Linked DNA regions of Mus musculus: region 1 is linked to region 2. Evidence: chromatin contacts called from public HiChIP or PLAC-seq data. All regions are on one chromosome and are shown on one strand. The core of a region is the stretch at or near the end of the contact, and the rest is flanking DNA. Distances in the headings are between cores, read along the strand shown. Region 1 overlaps Rb1 (RB transcriptional corepressor 1). Region 2 overlaps Rcbtb2 (regulator of chromosome condensation (RCC1) and BTB (POZ) domain containing protein 2).

Evidence for each region. HiChIP or PLAC-seq counts read pairs in DNA pulled down with a chosen protein or histone mark.
Region 1: a BATF HiChIP or PLAC-seq map of CD8 T cells shows a contact between it and region 2, with 5 read pairs. The contact joins two enhancer-like sites. A contact is called at or near these places in 7 of 484 Hi-C or Micro-C datasets (the AML12 cell line, CD4 T cells, bone marrow-derived macrophages and 4 more), 2 of 115 datasets of contacts at active chromatin or transcription factors (CD8 T cells and effector CD8 T cells) and 3 of 9 other capture datasets (adipose tissue, liver and pancreatic islet).

What each region holds. Positions count from the first base shown.
Region 1 is chr14:73,288,602-73,292,337 of GRCm38.p6, forward strand. Rb1 (RB transcriptional corepressor 1) reads right to left here. Exons shown (of 27, transcript NM_009029.3): 5 at 108-146. Among named protein-coding and RNA genes, the nearest start is that of Rb1, 35 kb to the right of the region's middle. Within about 2 kb of position 1,525, at least 25 of the 459 cell types and tissues checked have an H3K27ac peak or open chromatin away from gene starts, as enhancers often do. A contact at or near this core is called in CD8 T cells, where this site is marked.
Region 2 is chr14:73,173,516-73,177,708 of GRCm38.p6, forward strand. It overlaps Rcbtb2 (regulator of chromosome condensation (RCC1) and BTB (POZ) domain containing protein 2), which reads left to right. Exons shown (of 15, transcript NM_001170694.1): 11 at 208-398; 12 at 875-1,001; 13 at 3,480-3,619. Among named protein-coding and RNA genes, the nearest start is that of Gm52109, 9.1 kb to the left of the region's middle. Within about 2 kb of position 2,481, at least 123 of the 459 cell types and tissues checked have an H3K27ac peak or open chromatin away from gene starts, as enhancers often do. A contact at or near this core is called in CD8 T cells, where this site is marked.

The DNA.
Region 1 (3,736 bases), core at 275-2,774, 110 kb after region 2:
TTACCACCTTAACTTATAAAGTAGTATGTTTTTATCACCAAAGTAAACAATATGTTTGAGATTAGTCCAAAAAAACAAATTTTAGTGAAAAATTACATGCTACTTACGCACTGCTGGGTTGTGTCAAATATATAAGTTCACACGTCCTGAAAAGAAAAAAATAATTTCAGTAAAATAACAGCTTAAAAGAAAACTTTTAAAATACTTCTGCAGCATGAGTCATTAGCCTTCTAAAAGAAAGTTAAAGTATATCTGCTTACTACAAAATGCCATCTCATATCACCATGTTCTAAGATAAAAGAACCGGCTTCTGTCACTCACTGTTAAATCAAAACCAATGACCAGACCAGACTGTTAGCTCAGTGGGTAACTAACCAATAAGCCACATATATCTCTATAGTTTACCCTATAATAAACAAGCTTTGGCATTGCAATCTTCATACTCCAGAAAACTGTACAAGTAGAATGGGAAACGGAAACCTTGATTTGATTCAAAGCCACCAACTTAATTAAAGCTAAATTATTCCAAAAGACTAGTCAATAAAAATCTTAAGTTACAAAGTGCAGGGCAGCCTTGTAAGGCCAAATCAGACTATGCCATTCCCCAGTGTAAAAGCACTCAGCATTTCCACTGTGCAGGGCACAGCTAGCTTGCTCCTGCCCAGCCCCCATCCTACCTTCCATACATCAGCGCTCAAAGCACATCCAGTCACTGTTTTGGTGTGCACATGCTCAGCACATGCCTGACACGCCCAGTTCCTGTCCCCACTCATTTTTCTGGATACATTTCTATTTCTAATCCCTATTCAGAACTTCCTCCTTCTCTTTTTCCTTAGTAGAAATCAACAGTACCGCCTTCTCACCTAGCTAAGATCCATGACGTACTGCATCATTTCTACTTAAACGCGGTACTCTTCAATCCAGCATCACAGCCATTACTGCATTTTCACGTGGACATGTTGTGGCATGTGCACATGTACACATGTATGTGGAGGCCTGAGACTGATGTCAGGGATATTAAATTGTTCTTTCATCTTATTCTTTGAGGGCAGGATCTCTTGATCAAACTCAGAGCTCATGGAGATAGCAGGGTACTAACAGTTAATTCTTTTTTTTTTTTAAGAATTATTTATTTATCTCATGTATGTGAGTACACTGTCGCTGTCTTCAGAAACACCAGAAGAGGGCATAGGATCCCATTACAGATGGTTTTGAGCCACCATGTGGTTGCTGGGAATTGAACTCAGGAACTCTGGAAGAGCAGTCAGTGCTTTTAACCGCTGAGCCATCTCTCCAGCCCCTAACAGTTAATTCTTGATGTAGCTTGTTAATTTGATTACAACAAAACAGCTGACATCATACATTTTCTTAAAGTATATTCCATAAACACTTCTTGTATGAGATCTTAACTGATGTTAAATGGCATTATGGTTTGTGGTTTGAATGTGAAATATCCCCACAAGGATCACACTTGAGAAAGAGAGTCACCGGTGGGGTGGGGGTGGGAGTTACGGCTTTAATAGCCAAAACCCACTTCCTGTTCATGCACTCTGCTTTCTTTTGAGGGATGCCATGTGGTCAGGAGCCTCCTGTTCTGCCACCATGCTTTCCAGGTCTGCTGCCACATCTTCCTCACTGTGACAAACTGTATCCCTCTGGAACTGTAGGTCAAAGTAAACCCTTTCTCCCTTAAATTGTTCCTGTAGGAGTATTTTATCGCAGCAACAGAGAGTAACTAAGGCAAATGTAAATATTAGTCATTTAGAAAATGCTTAACTCAATCAAACTTCTAAATATCGTGCATTGCCTTGGTGTTTTGTGACTGTCTAAGAGGGAATACAATATGAAAATACAGTATTATGCAGTGTTTTCCAAATAGACAATGTCTTATTTTCTTCTTTAAAAACCTAATAAATATTTGGGCCTGTGAGATAGCTGAGTGGGTACAGATGCTTGCTGCTGGGCCTGGCAATATAAGTTTGAAACTGAGACCCACGTGGTAGAAGGAGAGAGCCAACTCTTTCAAGTTGCCCTCTACTCTTCACAACTGTGCTATAGCCCACATTTGCCCACATACACACACACACACACACACACAAATTAAAAGCTATCATGAAAGCACTATTTATATATTATCTCAATTAAAACATTAACAGGTGTGTGATGGCTATACTTGATCATCACCTTGACCTCATCTGGAATTAACTAAAATTCAAAAGTCCGTTATCTTTAGGAGGAGAAAACACACCTTTAACCCAAATCTAGTCTGGGTCACACCTTCTGCTGGGAGTCTATATAAGGGAGAGGAAAGCTTTTGTTCTTTGCCTGCTTGTCCTCCCCTTGCTAGCAAGTCCATTCCTTCATTGCCACTAGAGCCTACTTCAGGATCCCAGCATATGCTGAAGACCAGCTGAGACATGCAGTTTTGTGGACTGAGTGCATAACTACTAGATTCTTGGACTTTCCATTCATAGTTAACCATTCTTAGATTAGCTGGACTGCAGCCTGTAAGCCATTCTAATAAATTCCCTTTGGATATAGATCTAGAGATATAGATACAGGTCCATTCTATGAGTTCTGTTACTATAGAGAGCCCTGACTAATAGGTACTCTCATTAACTTGATTTAGACATTAGAAAACTATGTACCCAAGTTAGGTAACTCATTTATCCAAGATTACATAGTATATACTCAGGATCAGGTTAGAATGCAGACCTGAGTGACTGCTTCTCCTCTAAGCTCTACTGTAACCCCCTTCCTTCTCTCTCATAGATAATAGCTACTGTTTTTGATAGAGAACAAGAAGGATGGATGATGAGCCTCTACCCTCTCTGTTGTAAGGGCACCTTGTACTTGATAATACAGTAAGGCATCTATGCATATTTACTATGAACAGCTCATTGGGAACACACTCTAATGGTTGTCTATTGAGTAGCCCCAATTCAGGTGACACTTCACGAGGACTGTAAAACCCAGCTTCCCACAGAGATGATAACAAAGGCAAACTACAGAAAATAGAGAGAGAATCTCAAGCCAGACCAGAGGGGCAGAGCCTGCTCTAGAACCCTGACCGCTCCCCTTCCATGACAAGCTTGCTGGCTATAGATTACAGGAGAGATAACTAACTCTAGGAGCCAATTGGTTGTTTCTCAGACTGTGAGTTCTCTACATCAAGTACATCTCAAAGATTCAACTGGAATGTGGACGGTCATCGTGAACTCTCATGTTCTAGTTGTATTAGAAGAAAATTCTTTGGGAACTGTGGTGCTGTATCCCACAGACTGGACTGTAAACACCGTTGCTTATCCTGGCCCTTAGGGAATAGCATACAGAAAGATCCAGAGCACTTCAAAATTGTCTATATAACTGCTAAAGTTTTTGAACTTCAATATGTAGTAGTTATAATATTCTTTTCTGTTTTTATGTAATTTAATCAATTCTCTATAACATTCTTCTCTCTGCCCTTCCAAACTACTTAAAATTACTCTTCAAAATACAAATACAGAAAATTCTTAAGACTTAGTAGTCTTGAGATTAATATGAATATAAAGAGAAAAATGTCAGCCTAATGATTTATCTATTGATCACTGCTCTGTTTGGAGAAAAATTAGAGGGTAAACCACCTAAACAGAATATTTTGTAAAGCCTAAAAATCACATATGAGACTATTTCATTTTCTAGTACCCTTTTTTACCTCTCTCTCAACTCCCAGGATATCAAGTGCACTATATCAGAG
Region 2 (4,193 bases), core at 1,231-3,730:
CCACCAAAGTATGGTTCCAGCATTTGGTGGCTGAAAGTTTAGGAAGTGAGTTGTCCAAGTCTTGCTTTGTTCTTTCTGTTCCTTGGGCCTATCCACCTCTGTCAGCTAGTTAGTCGGCACAGTCTGAGTCAAGTGCACTCGGGGAAGGAGAGGCCAGCTCTTGTCCTCCTGTTAATGTGCCTCTGTGGCATTTGCTTGTGAATTTAGAATCATAGAGATTGCAGCCTGTCACTCTGCCCACACATCTGCTGCCAAGACACAAGGTGGGCACGTGTACATGTGGGGCCAGTGCCGGGGCCAGTCGGTGATCCTTCCACACCACACTCACTTCTGCTGCACCGATGACGTGTTTGCCTGCTTCGCCACCCCGGCTGTCACCTGGCGCCTTCTCTCCGTGGGTAAGCTTGTCCTTTCCCTCTTGGGACAGTTCTGAGAACGAGGAAGAGGAAGGTACTTTTGCTGTGCGACCTTAGGACTTGGGTACAGGATCTAATGAACCTCTTTCTGGGAGCCCTTGGGGAGGGGAACTAAAACTATTGGAAACTAACACAATACTAATTAGAGGTAATTTGATTTGATTGCTTTCAATCTGAAAGCTGTCTTTCAGATAAAAAATATATCTAGAAACAGTCTAGACATTCGGACATCTTAAATCTGATTCAGTTAGTGAAACAGTTGGGAACATTTTTGGCTTTGGCAAGTTTACAATGAATGTTCAAAGGCGTGAATCCATACCCAGAGGCAAAAGCCTTGTATAGCTGTCAGTTGTTTGGGGGATTCAGCATTTCTGGAATGCCCAGCGAGTAGGGGCCTCCTCCTTGCCGTCATGTTCAACTATGACTGAACCCAGAAGCACTGTGTTGCTTTCCCTTAGAACCTGACGACCACCTCACTGTGGCCGAGTCTCTGAAGAGGGAGTTTGACAACCCTGACACTGCAGACCTCAAGTTTCTGGTTGATGGAAAATACATTTATGCTCACAAAGTCCTTCTCAAAATTAGGTAAGAGTGGGCCTCTGTGGGCAAGAGTGTCTAATGATCCCTGGGACCCAGATGGTGGGTAGGCAGATAGAGCTGGCTCCCATTCATGTCCTCTACATGCCTGCTGTTGTGGGTGTATGTCACACTAAATAGATGTTTAAAATAATTCGTAAGAGCTGGTCTCTTTTGAGGAGTGAAATTAATTCATTTATCAATCACTTCAGATATCCTGACTCTTGAGTAAGGGAACTGTGCCAGACACTTGAGTAATTAAGAGGCAGCTCTGATGAGGCTGTTTGTGCCCTTAAAGCACACAGTGTCAATGGGGTAGGAGTGGGGGAATGAGACAAGATGTGGAAGGCAAGGTGGGCCACAAGTACTGGGTTTGTTCAGGGAATAAGCCATGGAAGTTCTGGCTGTAGCTTAGTGCTGAATAAATAAGTTTTGCCCTTGGAACAGAGCCAGATGCTCTGATTTAACTTTACTGCCTGGGGCCTGAACACAGCCCTGCAGACAGCCCTGCAGACAGCCCTGAACACAGCACTGCAGACAGCCCTGAACACAGCCCTGCAGACAGCCCTGAACACAGCCCTGCAGGCAGCCCTGAACACAGCCCTGCAGACAGCCCTGAACACAGCCCTGCAGACAGTCTTGAACACAGCCCTGAACACAGCCTTGCAGACAGTCCTGAACACAGCACTGCAGATAGCTCTGAACACAGCCCTGCAGATAGCCCTGCAGACAGCCCTGAACACAGCCCTGTAGATAGCCCTGCAGACAGCCCTGAACACAGGCCTGCAGACAGCCCTGCAGATAGCCCTGAACACAGGTCTGCAGACAGCCCTGAACACAGCCCTGCAGACAGCCCTACAGACAGTCCTGAACACAGCTGGATTCGGATACAGCCATGCTGGAGAAAAAAAAAAGTGGTTTTTCCAGACCAAGAAGGACCTGGGTGATGCCAACACAAAAATGTTTTAAATCACACTTCTTACATTTACATTTATAAATGTAAATAAATTACATTTATTTATGTGAGCAGTGCATGATATTCACCTTATCTTTGTTCCATGTCACAGTCTATGAAGCCACCACCCTACCTTCAGATAGAAAAATCTGTCCTTCCCCAAAGATCCTAAGTCCCATACTGAGCAGCCAATGATTTTTTCCTTTCATACACACTACGCATGTTCTAGAAGCTCATATGTATGAAATTATATAGCATCTCTTCTTTCCTGCCTGCCTCTTTCCTTCCTAACATGATGATCTGGGACTGTGTTGCCACTGTGTCAAAGATATTGAAACCCTCTTTCCGTGACTCAGAAACCCAATATGGTATTTTGGTCTCAAGTTCCCATTCTGAAAGGTCACATAGTGCCACCTGGTTCACTCTCACCACGGAGCCTCTACTTTCACGAAGGAAATGGGGGTTTAGTTTACTGTGACAGAGCAAACACTGAACACGCTCAGCCTACACCATGACAACGCACTTTATCATATGAGCAGTATGGTGTTTTCTCTGAGGCAGGGAGAAGAACCAGGCCTACACTTGAGCTTGTGGTGGTCTGTGGCAATCTTCCTCTTTCTGAGGCATGACACGTAGCATTCTCCGAGTCTGCCTGTGTCCCAGGCTTCTCCTTTGTCTGATTGCCTTGGGGTCTACCACAGTGACTTGGCTTATGATGATTTTTGTAAAGAGCCTGTCTTCACATAAGTTCACATTGTCGGTTACTAGGAACTTTTAGGGACATAATTCAGACAGAATGGAGTAAAGAGACATAATTAATCAGTTATAAAAACAATACTTATCAGTAAAGACAGTGTGAGAAGGAGGCCAGAGATCCCCCGTCTCCCCCAGTCCAGCAGGCTGCATTGTAAAGTCAGCTGCTGGGCCGCCCACAGCAGCAGCAGTAGGCTGCAATGTAGAGTCAGATGCCTGGGCCACCTGCAGCAGCAGCAGCAGCAGCAGCAGCAGGCTGCATTTGCAGTCTTGCCGATTAGGCAATTGAAAAGCAAGGAGCCAAGGCAATGACAAGGTTTTTGGCAGTGTTCTGTGCCTGTACGAAAATGCCTGAGATAAGTAACTGACATAAAGGTTATTTGCTTACTTGGTGCGGCTGAACTGTAACTCCAGCTTGAAAGCTTACCCTGGCTTGGGGTTGATTTGGAGGTTTTGTTTGGGGCCTCCTGAAAAGCACCATATCTTGGTGGGAACTGCCTACTGGAACCACCCTACTACTGTCACAAATCAGGGGTCAAAGAGGAGCTTGGTCTCCATAAGTCCCCTTCAGTGCATTGCCCCAGTGATAGACCCCACACTAAGTTCCCTTCTCTAACCCTACCTCTTAAAGGTTCTACCACCTCCTATTATTGCTACCCTGGGACCAAGTTTTGACAGACTAGCAAACAGGAAAGGTATACAGCTTCAAGAGAAAGTCCTCAGGTAGTCCCTTGACTCCAGTCTAGAACCTGGGCTATGATCTTCCTTTCTTCTTTCAGGTGTGAACATTTTCGTTCTTCATTAGAAGACAGTGAAGACGATATTGTAGAAATGAGCGAGTTTTCGTATCCTGTGTTCCGAGCTTTCCTGGAGTATCTATACACAGATAACATCAGCCTATCTCCTGAGGAGGCAGTAGGTAATCATCAGAGACCTTACCACCAAGTTGGCAAATGTTGAATAATTAGGAAGGTGGCTTCTTTCCAGGCCAGGAGACAGACACTGCGATGTTTGCAGGAGCTCTTCTGGTGATGTTGAGCCTGCGCTTTTCTCTTTTTGGTCCTTGGATGTAGCATTTGCCTTTTCTCAGACTCTGCCACTGAGCTACACCCTCAGGCCCAGAACGCAGACTTCCCTTGTCACTACTACATATGAAGGTTGAGTGGGTAGCTCTAGTAAGAGGTCAACATCGATCACCACTGGAGCATCACAGGCAAGCATGGAAGGAAGGGCAGATGGCGAATCTTGTCTGTGAATGCAGAGCCCTAGAAGATCTCTTTGTCATTGCCCCAGAGTAGATCAAGGCCATGTCTGCTACACTCGGCTGTGAAAGTGGGCATTTTAGGTAACTCAGTTAAACATTTCACAATCTGAAATCTATTATATAGGTAATAGATTTTTTTTTTCATTTGGAGAAATCAATGAATAAGAATGTGAGGGTTGAAGACCAGGTCATGCCCAGGGAAAATAGCCTAGCCAAGAGAACAAAAGAA